Linked DNA regions of Rattus norvegicus: region 2 is linked to region 1. Evidence: chromatin contacts called from public Hi-C data. All regions are on one chromosome and are shown on one strand. Each heading gives the region's core, a stretch centred on a gene start, on an enhancer-like site or on the middle of the called end of the contact. The rest is flanking DNA. Distances are from core to core; before and after follow the strand shown.

Region 1 (5,146 bases), core at 853-3,352:
CAACTGTGACTGCAGTCCCAGGGGAGCCAGTGCTCTCTTCTAGCCTCTGCAAGCACCTGGCATGCATGTGGTGCACAGACAATATGCAGGCAAAGCACCCATATGCATAAAATAAAATGAATAATTAAAATAATAAAATAATTAAAATTGTAATTGCAGAAAAATAAGTTTAAAGAGATGATGATGATGGTGATGATGATAATGATAATAGTAATACAATAATAATGGGAGGGCAGCTGTGTCATCACTGATTGTAATAACAACACTGAGACTCACTGGTCTCAAATGGGCTGCTTCATCTCTGTTTATAGCATGTCCCCCAAGAGACTCAGGCCCACTGTGTTGACAGGCAATTGAGTCACCTTAGCAAAAGCAACTGACCCCAAACTGCAGGTGTGGTCCTCGAAACTTGCAGAGGGTGATACTGGTAGCCAGAGACCAGGTTGACAGAGACGGCCAACAAGGAAAAAGAGAAGCACTCTGAAAGTCTCTTCAGACCCAGGGACAGCAGGCAGGGACAGAGGGGAATAGTTCCTGACTAGAAAATAGTTCCTCCTTCCAGGGTCAAATTTAATCGTGTTCCTCATACACCCTAAAGGAGAAAACAGTTACAGTACATTTCTATCACCACCACTACCCCATACCCCACACCCCCTACACTCCACCCTGAAATATTTAAAGGCAGAGGTCTGAGGTCTAGTCTCAGTCTTTCTTGATCTTTCTCTCCCTCCCTCTTTTCTTCTTTTTCATCTTCTATCTCCTCCTCCTTCAAAGTCTCATGTATCCCTGGCTGACTTTCAACACTGCACATGTAGCTGAGGACAGTCTTGAACTCCTGGTGTTGTAGGGTATCCACCAGAGAAGACTATCTGGTCATGGGTTTAAGCCAATAGAAAGTGTATTAGCTGGCACATGACTACACAGGCATTCAGTGTAGCCCCAAGTCTCTCTCAGGGTGAGCTTTTAAGCACAAAAACCATGTCTTGAGTTGACAATACTTCAGTTAGCAAGAACAGTTAGCCAGAAGCAGAACAATAGAAGTCAAAAAGCGAGGTTAGTATATTTAGAGACATTCCCATGATTATGGACTTTGATGAATTAGATCTTTGTTTTCATTTTTGGCAGGTGGTGCTGTCTACGTGCTGAGTTTTGCAGCCTGAATGGCTCTTCCAACATGGAGTCAGTTGTGCTTCAGTCCGGGGCTGTTACACTGGCCCTCCTGTTTCTACCTCCCAAGAGCTTGGTGCGCAGACGTACATCACCACACCCACTCAAAAGTTACTCCCTGAGCTTAGACTTCGTCAGCTACCACGTGGCAGCAATAACGGTACTTACGCCCCAGTGTCCAGTGAGAACTGCCTGAGAGAACTGCAGAGCCACTGGGACAATAACTTGCTTACGGGAGGTGCCCTGTACATGTGTATGCATGCACATGTCTATATGATTTGTGTATTAACTATAACTTTATATCTAAAATATACATGTATAATACACACATCACTATATACAATGTTTAGGTGCTCTGTGCTAGACGTTATTTTGGGCACTTCCGAGTTCCTCTTGAGTGGGAGGCCCATAGCTCTTGGGCATCTGGGAGTCACCTCCTTCCCAGGCATGGAGGCCCTCCCCAAATCAACCAGATCCTCGAACTTACCATCTACAGGGGCTGAGCCAGACTCAAGCCCTGTTAACTTCTAAACCTGCAGCTAGAAGCCCAGGGAAGCCGGTAGAGCTGGGGGTGGGCTCTTGTTCTTTCTGACTTTGAGGAGAGGTGAGAACACCCTTGCGGGTCCAGAGGAACTGGCCCAGCGTCACAGCTCCCCAAGTGGTCTGCCGATGTCCCTCCTGCTGCCCAGCCTGGGCACAGTCCCATGCCCGCCCTAGGGCCCTGAAGCCCTGAAACCTTGGGAGGGTAGTAATCCCTGGCCCTGCGGAGAGAGGGGACGAGAGGCCTACGGGAAGCCCAACGCCCCAGAGGGCTGGTCCTACTGCCCCGAGGCAGCAGGGAAGGCCTGTGCAGAGTCTCAGGTCCATACTGGAGGGTGACTCGGGCGGGATCCCGTGGGAGGGTGCGGCCGGGCGGGATCCCGCGGGAGGGTGCGGCCGCGCGGGGTGAAAGGACTGGCAGGCGCTGGAATCTCTGGGGGCTGTCTCATCCTCCTGCCTCTGAGTCACCGCAGCCTCCCTGGCTACGCAGAGAGCCCTCTGGAGGCCGCATCAGAAAGCGCAGCCTAGGTCCCTGGTTCCAAGTTGGATCTCTCTGTAGATGAATTTGAGGTTCAAGGGAGGAGGCAAACACAAACACCTCCTTATCAGTTGGTTTCCATCTCCCTCGACGCCCCACCCCCCGTCGGGGCGCGACACTAAATATGAGCATGTGAGCACTTAGCAGGCTCACAATTTGGACGCAGGTGGATTGCTTGCTTGGTCCCAACCTAATTCTTCTTAACTGACAACCCTCAGACTTGGGTAGTGTGCCCATCTCTCCCGTATTGGTCCTAAAACAGCAGAGAATCCATTGGAGATGAACCAGTGACCCCTAGCTGATGAAAGTGGCTAACACTTACCCAATACCATTGTGCAGAGCGTCTGCATACATTGTTTAATTCCCTTCATCTCCGTAGGAAGAAGATTTATTACCCTGCCTGTGTTCAGAAAGTAAATGAAGATTTAAGCCATGGCGCTACCCCATGTGTGGTTCGTTTGTTTGTTTATGGTGGGCTTTTGATGTTGTTATTGGTGTTGTTGTTTTTGAGACAGGGTTTCTCTGTGTAACAGCCCTGCAGCCCTAGAACTCGCTTTGTAGACCAGGCCAGCCTTGAACTCACAGAGATCACACGGCTGGGTAAAGGAGTGAGTCACCACGCCAAGTGCACATTCAGTATATAAGCGACACCCCACAATAATTTGGAGTGTAGGATTATTTCCCACTGACAGGTCAGCTAAGAGGAAATGAAGGTTCTTTTCTCCAGGTCTTACAGCTCTAATTCTCAGATATAAAGTTCTCATTTCTTTCGAACTCCGCGGTTACCCTCCATTCCATCCCACCACGCCCCTCCCTTGAGCAATAAAAGTGACTCACTCAACCTGCAGGCTCCAGCAACAGTGAGTCACTAACCCACCCTTCGGGTAGCCTTAGCATCCACAACAAACCCAAGCACCTCCCACCTCCCTAGCTCCACCCCCTCCACCCACCCTGACCTCCTAGAAGCAAGGGGGCTGGTGAGTGGTTTCTGGTTTCCCACACACTGTGTTTCCAGTGCCCAGGAGGGTGACTGTCCTGAGATTCAATGACGGGTTTGTGCTTCTGTACACACAAGGAGGGCAGACTGCTCTGATCAACCTTCCTAGGCATAGTGGAGATGCCTATAATCCCAGCATCACAGTGTTCTGAGGCAGGATCGCAAACTCTAAAACAGCGTCTGCCACACAGCAGAGAGCCTGGATTACTGAGCTTCCCTGCAAGAGAAAAGAGCTTCAGACCTCAGGTGACCACCCTGCTCCCTTTTGTGAGTCAAGAGAGGATCTCAGGAAACGGTGGTGCCTTGCCTGCATTACTCAAAGAATGTCAAGTTCTTAAAAAGTGAAAATAAGAAAAATCAAATGGAGAATGATTGGGTCCTTGAGAAGCCGACATGGGAGGATTTTTCAGTGTCACAAAAAAGCAGAGTGGCTAGTTTACAAGAAAAAAAAAAGAGTCAGTCACGTGAGTGAAACCCAGAAGAGGCTGCATTCTGAACCAGCAGGAAAAGGCTATCTCTGTATCAACACCATCACATTTCAATGGTTGTGAGACACAAAGCTCAAATCGCGGAGACAGAAGCGATGGAGAGCACTTTCCCCCTTGGCAGGCCAGGCTCAGATGCCTGCCTTCTCTTAAAGGCCACAGAAGATTGTCCACCCCACCCCTACCCCCAACCCCACTCCCAAGAAGAGAAGCTTTGAGGTTGATCTCCTAGCTCAATGGTTATGCACTGGTTTAGCAAATGTGAGGCTTTGGGTCACAGCACACACACACACACACACACACACACACACATCACATACACACACCACACATACACACACCATATCACATACACACACCACACATACACACACCACATATACACACACACCACACATACACACTCACACACACACCACACATATACACACACCACACACACATAGTGGATCACATCTGTCTTTGGTTTGTTGGTTTTTTTTTGGTTTTTTTTGGAGCTGGGGACCAAACCCAGGGCCTTGCGCTTACCAGGGCCTTGCGCTTCCTAGGTAAGTGCTCTACCACTGAGCTAAATCCCCAGCCCCACATCTGTCTTTGTTATCCGAACACTTGGGAGCTAGAGGCAGGAGGATCAGGAGTTGAAAGCCAGACTCAGCTACACAATGGAGTTTGAAGCCAAGAAAAAAAAAAAGTAATAAAAAGAATACACCCAAACTGCAAACAATAGACATTGCCTGACGCATGGTGTTAGTGCAAGTCAAAGTCTTCCTAGGACCTCAAAACAAGATCGCACTGCTCCCAAAGAGAGGCAAAGCTTCCTCAAGTGGAAACAGGGTGCGATCAGGTGCATTTTTCTTGGGGAGGGTCACAAACTGTTTGCCTGGCTTCAGTAACTGAGTGTCCCTAACAGCTGGAAACCTCGCTGACATGATCCATCAATGAATGGCCCATAGAGTTTGGATCTATGGCCGTCAGTATATCATGGCTGTGGCACTTAACAGTACAAACATGCTCACCCAATCACCAGGGAGCAGAGGAGAAGGGGCGAATGCAGGCTGTGCGGACCTTGTGCGCCGAGCGCTGTCACTTGCTCTAGGCATTCAGACCAGCCATGAGTCGCCAGGTTAACTCCTACCCACTCTGCAAAGAGATGCTTGCTCCTGTGACAACGGCTGAGAGCGGCTGAGAGCTGAGAGCGCACGCGCCTGTCCGTTTAGCAAAACAAAAAGATCCCACTAAGAGGTTTTTTGCCTTCCATTCTCTACCTACTCTCCCCTGGGTCACCACACTCCACTACTGCAGCCCGGAACTGCTCTCAGCTCAGTCGTCTTCCCTCTCGAACATCCCCTGACCAGATTCTTCTCCTTTCTTGGGAACCTAGAGCCATAAGAACTTCCTGCACGTCCTGCAGCCAAAGTC
Region 2 (5,146 bases), core at 826-3,325, 190 kb before region 1:
AAATTAACATCCATCACAGATAGCATAGTCCTCCCCGGAGAAAGGATGTAGGAGAAAAGAGAGGAAGCAATGCCAGAGCAGTCTTTAAAGGGTTAAAGTAGCACAGAACATGGCTTTGGCCACAACAGATCCTTGGAGACACCATAAAGGGGAAGAAGCAGAGAAAAGGGCAACCTAGGGTTGACGGTGCCCTGAAGACCTGCTCTGATCCTCAGGTATCCTGTTCCCCTCCCCATGTACAACGGGTGGGGGAAGGGAGCAAGAAAGACCCAGCAGTGAAACGGAGGAGCAGAGAGCCTTGCTGGAGGGAGGATCCACAGTGAAGGGAGGGAGGGAGGGCTCCTGAGGCACAAGAACAGTGGTTCTCAACCTCCCTAATGCTTCGCCCCTTTAATACAGTTTAATACGGTGATTCTCCAACCGTAAAGTTATTTTCATTGCTACTTCATAACTGGCAATTTTGCTACTGTTATGAATAGTAATGTAGGTATCTGATATGCAGGATATCTGATGTGCAAACACCCAAGGGGGGTCGAGACCCACAGGTTGAGAACTGCTGCCCTAGAAACTGCAAATCAGAAAGGGCCAGAGATGGAATGGGGAGTTCTTTCTCCCGGTGTACAGAGACAGGGGAGCTGAGTAGAGGTGATATGCGGGGACATTCTTGAAGAGATGCTTGAACTAACCAGGGCAGGTGCTCAGGCTAGACCCACCTGGGCGCCATTGAACATAGACCAAGGAGCCCCCACTAGAGGATTCTGCTTACTACCACCCAGCAGACAAAAGGTTAAGGAGAGAGAGATTTGATGCTGGATGTCATGCACGCAGCCTTTGCAGAGGACAGGCATCGTTTACTAAATTCTCCTTTGGCAGCTAGAGTTGTCAGCTGCATGGACAAGATGTGTCCTCTGATTTCTCTCTTGGCATGATGTTTGCACACTGCCATTGCATTCAACACCAGCTTGGATCCCCCTGCCAACTCCCCGACCCCCTACTCTCAACCCAGGACAGCTCCTGGTCCACCGCCTGTTGCCCCCATCCTGTCACAGCTCCCCCTCCCCAAACTCCTGGGTAGACCGTGCTATGTAGTGCTGTGGTTACCAAGTGTTGCAGTCTTGAGGGAGGGAGGTGCCAGGTGGGTACCGCTTTCCGGCGTGTACACAAGAACAGTCAGAGCTCTGCACACAGCGGTCTTCGTCCAGGAGCTCTCCCTCTGTTTCAAGGACATCAAGGCAAAGAGCTCAGCCCCAGTCATGAGCACTGTGTATCTCTCACTTCTACAACCCCATGGGCAACCAGAAGCTTAGTGCTTCTGGAAAACTCTAAGACAATGCGTAGGATGCGTATTCTTGACACTTGTGGGGTATGAGGGGGGACAGATATCAATTCTCATTCACAGAACTTGCTCAGGGTTGTCCAGTAGAAGAGCCCACTGAGAAGCAGAGGCTTCACAGAGGAATCTCGAAGACCTTATTTGATGCTGTTTGTGTATGTGTGCTGGGTTATTTGTTTTTCATACCCTAGAGAATTGAATCGAATCAATCGTTTTTGCTCAACATCATCCAGGAGAGAAGTCATGAGCCTCAGGACTTCCTAATCCATACAACTGAATACAGCTCGTGACCATCAATCACAGTCTCCTGGACATACAGTTTCAAACAAAAAGCCCTTTTCAGCTGAGTACACATGCCAAATCCAGGACATATTTCATAAGACCTTTCTCCCATACTGGCATCCTGAACCCTAACTGAGAAAACAAAACCACATCTCAGATTAGGACAGGAGCTCCCTGAACAATGTCAGTGTTAGGACCAAGACGGTTCCTTAGACACAGTGCTTTCTGAGTACAGTACAACGGGAAAACATAAATCCAAAATAAAGGCCAGTTCAATCCTGGTCTCTCTGTACAAAGACTTTAAAAAAAGCTAAATAAAAGACCTCTGATTTCGGCCATGAGGGAAAAACACAAGTGGCCTTCATCTCTCTTCCCAAAGCCCAGGACACTGGCAGGACCTCAGGTTTGTAAATGAAGAGGGGCGTTCATTACCAGGGCAGCCACAGCCATCTACACATTGCTGCTGACACACTTCATTGATAGGCAGGCTCTGGCAGGTTCTGGTGCAAGGAGACACACACTCCTTATACTCCATGCCAGCCGGGCATGCTGGGCCTGAAAGACAAATCAAGGGATTCTCGCAAAGCTGTGAACCAGTGCAGCAGCTTCCAAACCACTGCGAGCACAGCCAGCTCGGTGCTCTGACTGTCCGCTCTGTCTAGAGGGTCCCGGAGGCCATCTCCAACCCAGCAGCCCATGCTCCGTCTGCAGCCGGCATTTCCCTGAAAAGAGCATATTCTGTTTTGCAAGGTCCCAGCTAAGACTCACTGCAGTGGCTGGTCCAGACACCCTGCCTCGTGGCTATCTGTTCTCCATTCTCTGTGAAGAAAGCTTGGCCACCGTTTGTCTCTAGATGTTCTGACCTCTTCATCTAAAACTTTCTTGGGGTAGCATCAAATTCTGGGCTGAAAAGGAATGGCTTCTTGGGACAGCAAGAAACTATCACTTCCTCCTTTTCTAGCCTTTCTTCCTCATGATGTTGGCTCCAACCAAATGCTACCTCGCCCCCAGCTTAGGACACTCTATCCATGCCCACTTTGGCAATACTGACTTATTTCCACTGTTTTACGAGGCTGCCTTTGAGCCTTATTGCCTAACCAGCTCTCAGTTCATCACAAGAGCACACAGCTCCTCATGAGCAGGGCCTGTCTCTCCTGAAACAACTGCCCCCACCCCCCAACTCCTGCTTTAAGACCATCTATCAGATATCTCCTCCACCCTACCTTCAAAGGTCTAAAAAGACAGCCGCTCCCTATCCAGAGGAGAAGGCAGCTCTAACCCCCACCTTCCCACACCCCCACAGGGGAGATGGCAGGCCCTGATGGCTAAGCTGTTTGCCACACGGTGAAACTCCAATGTGCAATGTCAGGACCAGCCAGGCACCCTGCCTCCCTCAGTCCACATTATCTGACTAATTATAGCCAACCAGCTGCCCATCGAGGGGCTTTGGATCAGTGTAGTGAGAGAGGCGGCTTTCACAAGGTGACCAGAAGTCCCTATTTAACCACCGTGATTTGGAGATAGTGACAATGACTATGGACCCAGTGAGATTCAGAGATGCCCAAATGGGTATTACAAGGCAGGACTGACAGAACAGAACACACTGTGCCTGGAGGCCGGAAGGATGAGTTAATAAAAGGGAAGGTTTAATGAAGCCTTTCTACTCTCCGGGGCCACCCCACACGCTGCCTAGATAACCCGACACTCCTCCTGACTCAGGAACGCTGTAAAAGATGAATGCTGGGACCTAACTGCCCACTGACAGTTGAACCAAAGACAACTTCGGGAAGCCAGGGAATGGATTTCCTGAGGGAGTCATGGGGTACCAAAAGGGATGTGGCATGGAACAGAGGTAGGGACAGGGCCTTGAAAGGCTTTCTTCCACACAGTCCCTGAGGGAAGGGACTCCCCTGCAGGTCAATGCTGAGAGGACTGGGTGACAGAGGGCAGGAGCCATTCAGGACATAGGGCTAAGTAGACAATGGCTGATGGCAGCGGTGGGAAACGCACACCACAACAGGGCTCCAAAGCACCCTGAGCACCACCACCCCAAGACGAACAGCCTGCTCAACATGGGGGAAAGCAGCAACTTACGACAGGCACTGTGGTCAGCCCAGCCATACAGCACCATCCCTTCCTGGGCACAGGTTCGGGCATACTCAAGGAGAGCAGGACACGCGCACTCTGGCCCCGTGACGCATGTACACAAAGTCTTCTCACAGAGAGCCACGAAGGGCTCGGGATCCACCAGAGGGTGGCAGCGGGCAAACACCGACGCCGTCTTCAGTAACTGGCACTGCTCCCACATGGCCTGTAGAGGGAAAAGCTCCTCAGCGTGGCCCTGGGGTAGTCCCAGCCACGCCCACTTACTGCCCCTCTGAGGCTGGCACTAAGGGGAACCAAGGTTGTCCCTTAAGGGTCTAGCAGGTGCTTCTGTCCAGAGGAAAGAAGGCACATGCTTTGGAGGTAGACCAAGACTGAGGCGATGCGCTAGATGGGGCTTAGAAATGGACAGCCTGCGTTCTGTGAGAGGCTCGACCTGCCTGAAAAGCAGAGAGAGGCGTACCCTGAGCACACCCTGCAGCTTTGGATGCCAGCAACGGAGGCAGTCACTCTTCTGCCCTCCCCGACCACCTGCCTCCCCTGATCTTAATATTCTTCATTACCAAACAAAGAGTCTAGCAGAAGGAGGCTTGTTTTACGCAGTAGAATTTGCTAGACCTCACTCCCAATAGATTTAAAGACAGTTGGCTGGGGGCGGGGCTTAGGAATACACTTTCCGACACATTCCCCCAGGAAGCTGCTGGAGCCAATAAGGTCATTTCCCATCAGCGATAACAAATTAACTGCCTACTGTCTCAGGAGGTGCTGTGCCAGGCACGGCCTACATTGGGTTTTCCCCTCTGTTGATACCCGCAACCTGATTACACAGACACATTCGGAACCGTGGGTCCTTCCTTCTGTGATTCGTCAGTATAAGCGTGCCCGCATGCTTTACTTGACTGCATCTCTACAGCCTGTGTTTCGATGATTCCGAACGCCCCTTGCTGGTTGCTCTCTGTCTGTCTTGTTTTGTTTTCTTCACTGTAACTGTCTCTGTAGCTGGGGTACCTCTATCCATGGATGGCACACTCTAAGCGGGCAGCTTGGACCCCATGGCCACATAGACCGGCGATGTATATGAGAAACAGCGACGTCTTCCTCTTGACACAGCTCACAAATTGCTATGGATAGAACCACTGTTTGTTTCGAGCAGATTCCTTTCGGGCGCATGCGTGCCTATGACTGGAAGTCAGCAGCTAGGGAAAGGACTCACCACCTTCGGCTAGATAGAGAAGAATACAAGAGTAGCTAAATATTATAAAAGGACTGAGCCATGGGTGCTAAACTGGAGCCGATCAGTGTTTGCAAACAGGAGAGTGGACAAAGAGGAAACACACTGTTGGCTGGGAGAAGAAATTGAGAGAAAGCCCATGTTTGTGGAGAGCCGGAAGGCAGGTCTCTGCTTAGTGGCACCACGGGAATCCCAGA

Evidence for each region. Hi-C and Micro-C count contacts between places; a contact is called where the count stands out from the background.
Region 2: a Hi-C map of prefrontal cortex shows a contact between it and region 1, with 4 times the contacts expected there. The contact joins two enhancer-like sites. A contact is called at or near these places in 12 of 12 Hi-C or Micro-C datasets (the A7r5 cell line, the Rat2 cell line, Schwann cells and 7 more) and 1 of 1 datasets of contacts at active chromatin or transcription factors (oligodendrocytes).

The regions. Positions count from the first base shown.
Region 1 is chr4:159,894,722-159,899,867 of GRCr8, reverse strand. No RefSeq gene overlaps it. Among named protein-coding and RNA genes, the nearest start is that of Rnu6-212, 4.7 kb to the right of the region's middle. Within about 2 kb of position 2,102, at least 29 of the 93 cell types and tissues checked have an H3K27ac peak or open chromatin away from gene starts, as enhancers often do.
Region 2 is chr4:160,080,845-160,085,990 of GRCr8, reverse strand. Vwf (von Willebrand factor) reads right to left here. Exons shown (of 52, transcript NM_053889.1): 7 at 3,710-3,926; 8 at 2,048-2,170; 9 at 1,102-1,213. Among named protein-coding and RNA genes, the nearest start is that of Vwf, 37 kb to the right of the region's middle. Within about 2 kb of position 2,075, at least 14 of the 93 cell types and tissues checked have an H3K27ac peak or open chromatin away from gene starts, as enhancers often do.